2 separate regions of the Zea mays genome follow, and region 1 is linked to region 2. A link is a contact called in public Hi-C data. All regions are on one chromosome and are shown on one strand. Each heading gives the region's core, a stretch centred on a gene start, on an enhancer-like site or on the middle of the called end of the contact. The rest is flanking DNA. Distances are from core to core; before and after follow the strand shown.

The links. A called contact is a pair of places that touch in the nucleus more often than the background predicts.
Region 1: a Hi-C map of ear shows a contact between it and region 2, with 2.0 times the contacts expected there. The contact joins the promoter of LOC111258522 here to the promoter of LOC103629684 in region 2. A contact is called at or near these places in 2 of 25 Hi-C or Micro-C datasets (ear and tassel).

What each region holds. Positions count from the first base shown.
Region 1 is chr6:105,183,419-105,187,211 of Zm-B73-REFERENCE-NAM-5.0, forward strand. It overlaps LOC111258522, which reads right to left and starts at 2,474. Exons shown (of 1, transcript NM_001357059.1): 1 at 957-2,474. The coding sequence starts at 2,312. The coding sequence ends at 1,875. It overlaps LOC100286315 (diphthamide biosynthesis protein 3), which reads left to right. Exons shown (of 2, transcript NM_001159202.1): 2 at 238-530.
Region 2 is chr6:104,651,019-104,654,656 of Zm-B73-REFERENCE-NAM-5.0, forward strand. It overlaps LOC103629684 (RNA-directed DNA polymerase (reverse transcriptase)), which reads left to right and starts at 1,663. Exons shown (of 3, transcript XM_020539364.1): 1 at 1,663-3,638. The coding sequence starts at 2,240.

The DNA of each region.
Region 1 (3,793 bases), core at 1,224-3,723, 530 kb after region 2:
ACCGTTTAGTTAAACCTGTTTTAGACTTTAGACATCACAAATCTCCAAGGCATAATAAGTAACATCTGTATAGCTAGATTCATGTTGTGCCCAGTACTGTTTTGTCAAGCAGTTTGGTCCACACCAGACACTACAGTGTAACCTATAACTTTTGTTGAATGCCATCATCATGTTGTATAAGGGTCACTGATGTTTCGCATTTCAATTGTGTTTGACATTATTTAATATTGATTACAGGACGAATGGAATGGATCTCGGAGCAGGAAAAAAGGAACGAGTTCATGTTTGACACACACACCACTACGGGAGTATTTGTTTGTACTACTAAAGATGAGTGGACCCGCTGCATATTTTCAAAGCTCAGGCTGTTAAACCTATTTTTTTTTATGTGGGTGACATAGTTGTAAGGTGACATGGACAACTCATGCTATGAAAAATTTTGTTCGTCCCCACTATATATCGTTGACTGTGGCCTTGACAAATTTGAAACCCGATCGATTCTTCGGTGATAAATTCATTTATGTTCCACCTTTGTGAGTTGTTGTCGAAGCTAAGCCATTGGGTCGTGCAGACATTCTCTCTGCATGAATCTAACTTCATTCCTTGTCTGCTTTTTACAGTGATATATACCATTGGGATCTAACTTCATCCTTGTCTGCTTTTACAGGGATATACCATACTGTAGTTTCCCATCTAGCGTGTTTCTCTGTTATATTTTTTACTCACTCTCAAATGCTTAGTTCATTAGTTTAAATGGGCAAGAGATTTCGTGTCGTGTGGCCGAGTTGGAGGGTATGAATTATCTCTAAGCAAACAAATTAGCTGTTACAACCGCACTCTGCCTAGTCTGGTGACCTGTGAGCATCAACTCTCTATGCATAACACATCTGGTGAAAATACCGAACACCGACACATCGTCTGGTTCTCAACACGATCCACGAGAAGTAACCCTCGAAACATGACGAAAGTAGAACCCGGCAAGGATGAGGACGGACCCGAGTGTGGAGGCAACAAGGGGAATCGAATCCTCCACACATATGGGCGCAGCGCAGGGCATCTGAATCTGATCCAGCAGGGCCGTCCCAGCTCCTAACCAAATTCCCATCGTGCTTCATTCAGGTGCCCCCTTCCACGATATTTACGGAATCTACTCACTACGTACTAAGGAATCAGCATCGAGCTATCCATTTCATGCCCTCTCGCAAGCTAGTACAGTACGTGTTCTTCAGAGTTCAGACTTCAGGGCACCACGCGACCTGGCAAATGGCAGATTCTCCCCTGGGAAATTATCAATTGTCAGTTTGTCACTACCATTACCAGGCAGTAACGCCGGTGAGATCCAGCTCCGGCCGGGTTGCACTAGGGGGACACTGCCTCCTCAGCTCCCTGACCTCTAGGCTATTATGATCACGATCCCGTCTTGGGCGCATTTTTTGTTGCAACAAGCTAGGCAGTGAGGCTGGCAAACTACTTGTTGCAGGAAAGGTGACGCGCGAACAGAGTACGAGTGCCCCTGCTGGACTGCTAGCACAGCAATTGTGCATGGGCCATGGGCCATGGGGTCGACAGCTAGCACAGCAGGGGCAGCAGGGCCGGGCAGCATGGCCTATCAGGAACTCTGCTGCATTGTCTCACAATTCTCAAGTCTGAACCTCTGGAGATCACTGCTTTCTCTGGCCGATTCTTCTTCCAACAATAATGGCGAAGTCGGCAGATCAGAACTCGCATCCAAGTTTCTTCTCCCCCGGCCCATTAATTACACCCCCAGTCTCAACCAATCACGTCTACAATCTACACCACCGGCAGCTAAATCTAACACACCGCTCCAGCAAGAGGACTGAGAACCGGGACGACGACCAAAAAAAACGAACGATTCACTCGGCCAGCGCCATCGCGCTCGCGCTGCTCCGGCTCACGGTGCCGGCGTCGGCTCCGAGCTCCGCGACGGCCCGGCTGGCCGCGGGTGTGGCGAGGAAGGTGGGCCAGTCCTCGCCGGCCATGATGACCACCACGTGCTCCCGGACCCCCGCCGCCGGCCTGGCCGCGCCGGTCGCCGAGCCCTTCTCCCCGTCGGCGCCGGCGCCGGCGCCGCCAGCTTCTCCGGCGGCCCGCTGGTCGCGCCCCGCGTCGAGGTACCCGGACAGCTTCCAGTAGGAGCAGGCCAGGATGAGCAGCGCCAAGGCTATGAGCCCCAGCATCGCCGCCAGCCCGCCGAACAGGTACGGCACCGGCGACTGCCACGGGGAGTTGGGCGCCGCCATGGGCGCGCCGTGGCTCGTGGTCGGGAACGACTCCGCTCCTGGCCTCATCATGGCGCGGTGTAGTGTAAGCTGCTCGCTTGCAGTCTTGCACGTACGGTTGCACCCACCCACCGCACGTACGCCTAGCTGGTGACCTGGTGTTCTTCCCTTGCTTGCTGTCTTGTTATGACTTACGAGTTACGAGTGAGTTGGGGATATAGATCAGGAATGCTTTTGTTCTTGGAGGCGCTACGGAGACGGTGAGAGGGAACGGGGTCTATTTATAGAGACTCGTCAATGCAGAGAAGCTTACTAAGAAAATATATACCAGCGGTTTAAACTTTGCAAAACACACTTAACCGAATCACCCGACACCTATAACATTTATTAAATATATCAAACAAATTGCACACATATTTAACACACCATCAAAACCAACAGTTAGAATATTTTATAATTTTATCTCTCTTACTCACTTAAATTTAATAGACAATATTATTTGAATTACCCTTCATCCCTTTCATCCTCACTCTCGTTGTCGTAGGTGATCCCTCTCGACTCCTCCACAGGATCATAATGTTAGCGCGAGCTCTATATGTTAGTGTTTGTAAAGTTGATGTCAAGAGGGAAAAATAATAAAGGACCAATGGAAAAGGGTTTTATGTTGCCAAATGCTAACTTTGGCCTTACATTACGTATATGTTGGTGCTTAGGCAGATAAGATAAGATGGGTGATTCCTTGTCCTTTTAACTCGTATGTTAGTTAAATTGGGGGTGTAATTAACCAAACACCATGGCATGATGACTGATGAAACAGATAAGCAAGCTGGAGGCCTGAAGGCTTTGCGTATATAGTGTAGGATAAAACACACAAAGGGGGCTGATCTTGATCCTGATCCCCATGCTCTGCGCAGTTCGTGGTTTTGAAATCTGATCTGAAATAAAGGATCATCTTGCATTGCTTTTGAGAAAAAAAGAAGTTTGCACAGCTAGTACACTTGAGTAGTTTGTCGTACCAACTGTCGATTGGTTGCATTAATTGTTGCCCCCCCCCCCCCCCCCCCCCCCATCCGTGGATGGACACTATATATGCGGTGGCCCGAGGAAGAGGTCATCTACTAGAACTGTCCAGGAATGATTGCTTGCGCACTGATTATTTCTCTGAAAGGTTGTGCATTGATCATTGGCAGACCCCAAAACGAAAACCAAAAGCAATTAATAAAGTCATGTTTGAAAGTAACCCGATTTTTAATAAATCAGTTTTTTATCTTTTAGCTAGGAAAGACAAGTTTTTTGGTTTTAAGAAACTGAACATCTAATTTCTATAAATTAGATCGTACGAACCAGTTTTTTAAAAACTAGGTGCTTCTAAATAGGACCTAAGTTGATGAGAATGTATCCCAATGTTTATCTATCGTCCTAGCTTCGCCTCTTTTGCAACGACAGTAAATTAATATGGAGACCGAGATACGTTGGTACCAGCAAAGGGGGGCATTGCAGATGTGTCCTAAGTATATTATAGCTACCTAGCTGATCTAGCTAGATTAATTAAG
Region 2 (3,638 bases), core at 413-2,912:
ATCTGGTTGAGCAATGTATGACTGAGATTCTAGCATTTATTCATCTGACAAGGTCTTATTGCTTACTAATAAAATTTCAATTTGTGATGTTTTCTGTGCCAAAAAAAGGCTTTCATGCATTAATATTGAATTTCTTCAGGTTACTTCGGGTAAAACTTTATGCAGTAGGAGAGAGCAGAGATTTAACCTATCTGTGTTTCATTGTATTTCGATTTAATTTCCCAGATTTAATATAGTTGTTATGGCCACTTGGCGATATATATAAATATACGATGCCACACAACACAATCAAACAAAATATAGAGTGAAAACAAAATTGTTTACGAAGGTTGCGCATAATGTGACTTTAGGGGCTTGAACGACACACCACAATCCACGCAAGTACAAACTCTAGCGTTCTGGCGTCAACGTATGTGTGGCCATCAGTGCAACAACAATACAACAAGCCTTTATAACAAGCGCAACAAGCGCAATTGTGGCTCGGTAGTCGGGGTACACAATAAGTCCACACAACGTGCACAACAGGTGCAACTGTGGCTTGATGATCATGACAGACGGACAGTGCCTGCAGGGCATACGAAAAATGTGTGACTCGACGATGGCGGTCCGACTCAACAGGAGCGGTCCGATTAAGCGAGACTACGGCATAGCAATCACATGACGCAGCCAATGTCATAACTCAGTCAATTAACAACGCAGTCTGTTCGGCATGTCTGAGTACCCATTATACAATTTAATTGCTCAATGTGAGTCCGAAAGCTCAAAGCGACACAAATACTTAGAGCAATTTGATTTATGCGTAGTATAACCACATGTATTTCAAATAATTTTCTGCTATTTACTACAGGAAATAAAACAGAAAATAATACCGAAATTAATACACGAACATAAACACATCGAGTGCAAAAAGGTATTTTCTCATTTTGAAGCATATATTATTTTTTTGCTAATTATTTACTACAGGAAATAATTAAATAAGGTAGAAATTGTAACATAAAACATGCTTCATTCTATTTGTTATTTATAACAGTAAGTAAATAGAATAGATAAATTATACCAAACTTGATTAATCTAAAAGGTTTTTTTTTGGAAAATCGTAAGGCCCTGAGTTATAAGTCTATTATTTTACTTTTTTCAACCAACAAGCTGCCATAGCCCTTTTTATTTCTTTGAACCGCTGTGCAAGCACGCACGTTTGTTTACGGCCATGCAGCCTCGCGACCAGGAAGAAGCCCCATGGAAAATCGACCTCGATCTTATCTAGCCAAAATGGAGAGGAAAGAAATGGTCCACGCGAAGGACCCGCTCGTGGGAAACGCCCACGCCATCTCCATCTTTCATAGGCTAACGGTACAGCAGTACAGGCACATAGGCTCCATGTGCACCATCGCATAGGCTTCGTACGGCTGCAAATTCATATCCGCATGCGGCCAGCCATGGTGAAGCCCACAAGCAAGTCGTTGCATGACACAAATTAGCTTTCCTCTTTTTTTCTAAGAAAGTCAACCGCCATGCAAGACACGACTCTAACCGCCATGCAAGGAAACGTTAATCGCCCAAAAGCCATGCAAGCCTATTTTTTTCTCCGTCTCTAACCGCCCAGCCACCAGAGCCACCCCTACTCCACCAGGGAGTGTCCTAGTCGCCGCATGGAGGATCTGTGCGCTGGGGCCTGGGGCTTGAGGGCGGCCCGCCGCTGGATCTACTCGCTGGGCTAGTGGGCGGTCGAGCCGCCATCAGATCTGACAGGCAGCATGCATACGGGCTCACAAGCGATATACGCGATGAACAGTAAATTGCAGATCCACTCAAAATTTCATACCGTGATTCCTGGTTCGACAAACGGGAACGAAGCCTGTCGCGTAGGACAGTTCGGCAAGGCCGGGACCTGCCGGCGTGACGGAGAGTCGGTGCCGATAGGATCCACGAGTCGGGGTAGAGCAGTGCTGATAACGTGTTGAGAACTACGTTGCCGCAGATCACCAGATCTGCTCCCTTCCCTCCCGTCAGCAGTAGAGGCACAAGAAGCTGTAGAGAACCCGTCTCCCTTCCCAGAAGCACGACAGAGTAACACACGAGACACAGGATATAGTGTTGGGCCATTGGCCTCTTTCTCTTCTTTGTATTATGAGGTGGTGTACAAGTTCCTTATATAGAGATGTGAAACCCCTCAGAGATAAAGCAGATATTTGTCCACATAACCCTAACTAGGGTTACTTAACCTAAACAAGGCTGCCCCATGCACGATAGTCGGGCCGTTCTCACTGCTCAGCCCAAATTGCGCACGCTGCCGCGTGCTCGCGCGTCGGCCCGTTCTCATTGTTCGGCCCAAATCGCGCGCTACGGTCCCTCATCCCTTCCCTGTCGACGCAGCCGCGCAGCGATCGGACCTTCCTCCCGCCCGGCCGCCGCAGCGAGCAGCACGTCCACCTTCTCCATCTACACGCCGCTCATGCTCCACCGCCTCGCCCACACCCGCGTGTGCCACTTCTTCATCATCCCCACACCCCGCGCGTTCTCCAACGCTCCCGCTGCCACTCCACCCGCTGCGCCGCCGCTCTCGGCCGCGGACCTCGAGCAACTCCTCCGCCGCTGTCACTACTCTGCCTCCAGCCACCGCTTCCACTCTCTTCTCCCCCTCCTCTCGCACCCCTCCGTCCTCCTCTCCTGCGCGCTCCACCTAAGCCACCGCGCGCACCCATCCCTCCCCGTCCCGCCCCAGCCCCCACCAATCACCATTGCCGCCGCTGCCGCCGCGTTCTCATCCCCATCATCCCACCTCCGCCTCCTCCTCCCGTCCCGCATCAAGGGCCAGCCGCTTCCCGTCCCCACGCTACCGCTCCGCCTCGCTTTGCGCTGCGCCGCCTCCGTCCTCGACGCCGTGTTCGCCCCGCGCGCAGCCACCTTCGCTTACCGCGGCCGCCACACAGCTGTCCGATACCTCAAGTCCATTCCCAGCGCGTCCTGGTTCTTCCGTGTCGCCATCCCGCGGCAGCCCTTCGCCCCTCGCCACGTTTGCCGTCTGCTCGGTGCCATCTCCAGTAAGGTCGATGATCCCGGGTTCCTGGAGTTCCTGAACGAACTGTTCGTCTCTGATGCGGTCGCATTTGAGCTTGGTGGTTGCGAGCTCGGACGCGGGCTGCCACAGGAATCAGAGCTCACTAGCACGCTAGTGAACATATTCTTCAATCGTGTGGATGGAGAGATAATGGCCCTCCGTGAGGAAGTGCACAAAAAACATCCTAGAATGAAAGATGACAGCGTTCGGCATACACCTGTGAGAGTATATGCGATTCGATATCTAGATGATATTCTGGTTGTGACGTCCGGGTCGAAGATGCTCACAATTGAGATCAGGAACAGGATAATTGCAGTCTTGGAGAGGGATTTAGAGGTGAGGGTGGACAGATTGGGGAGCTCAATCCACAGCGCTGTATCAGAGAAGATTGAGTTCCTGGGGATAGAATTCCAAGCTGTGCCACCGTCAGTGTTGCACCCACCCATGTCAGAGAAAGCAAAGAGAGCAAGGAAGAAGTATCTGAAGATGAAGGCGGAAAAGGCGCAGGAGCTGAAAAATGCACGGGAGACGAGGCGGAAGAAGCTTGGCTTGAAGATACTGAACCACTTGTCCAAGAGGA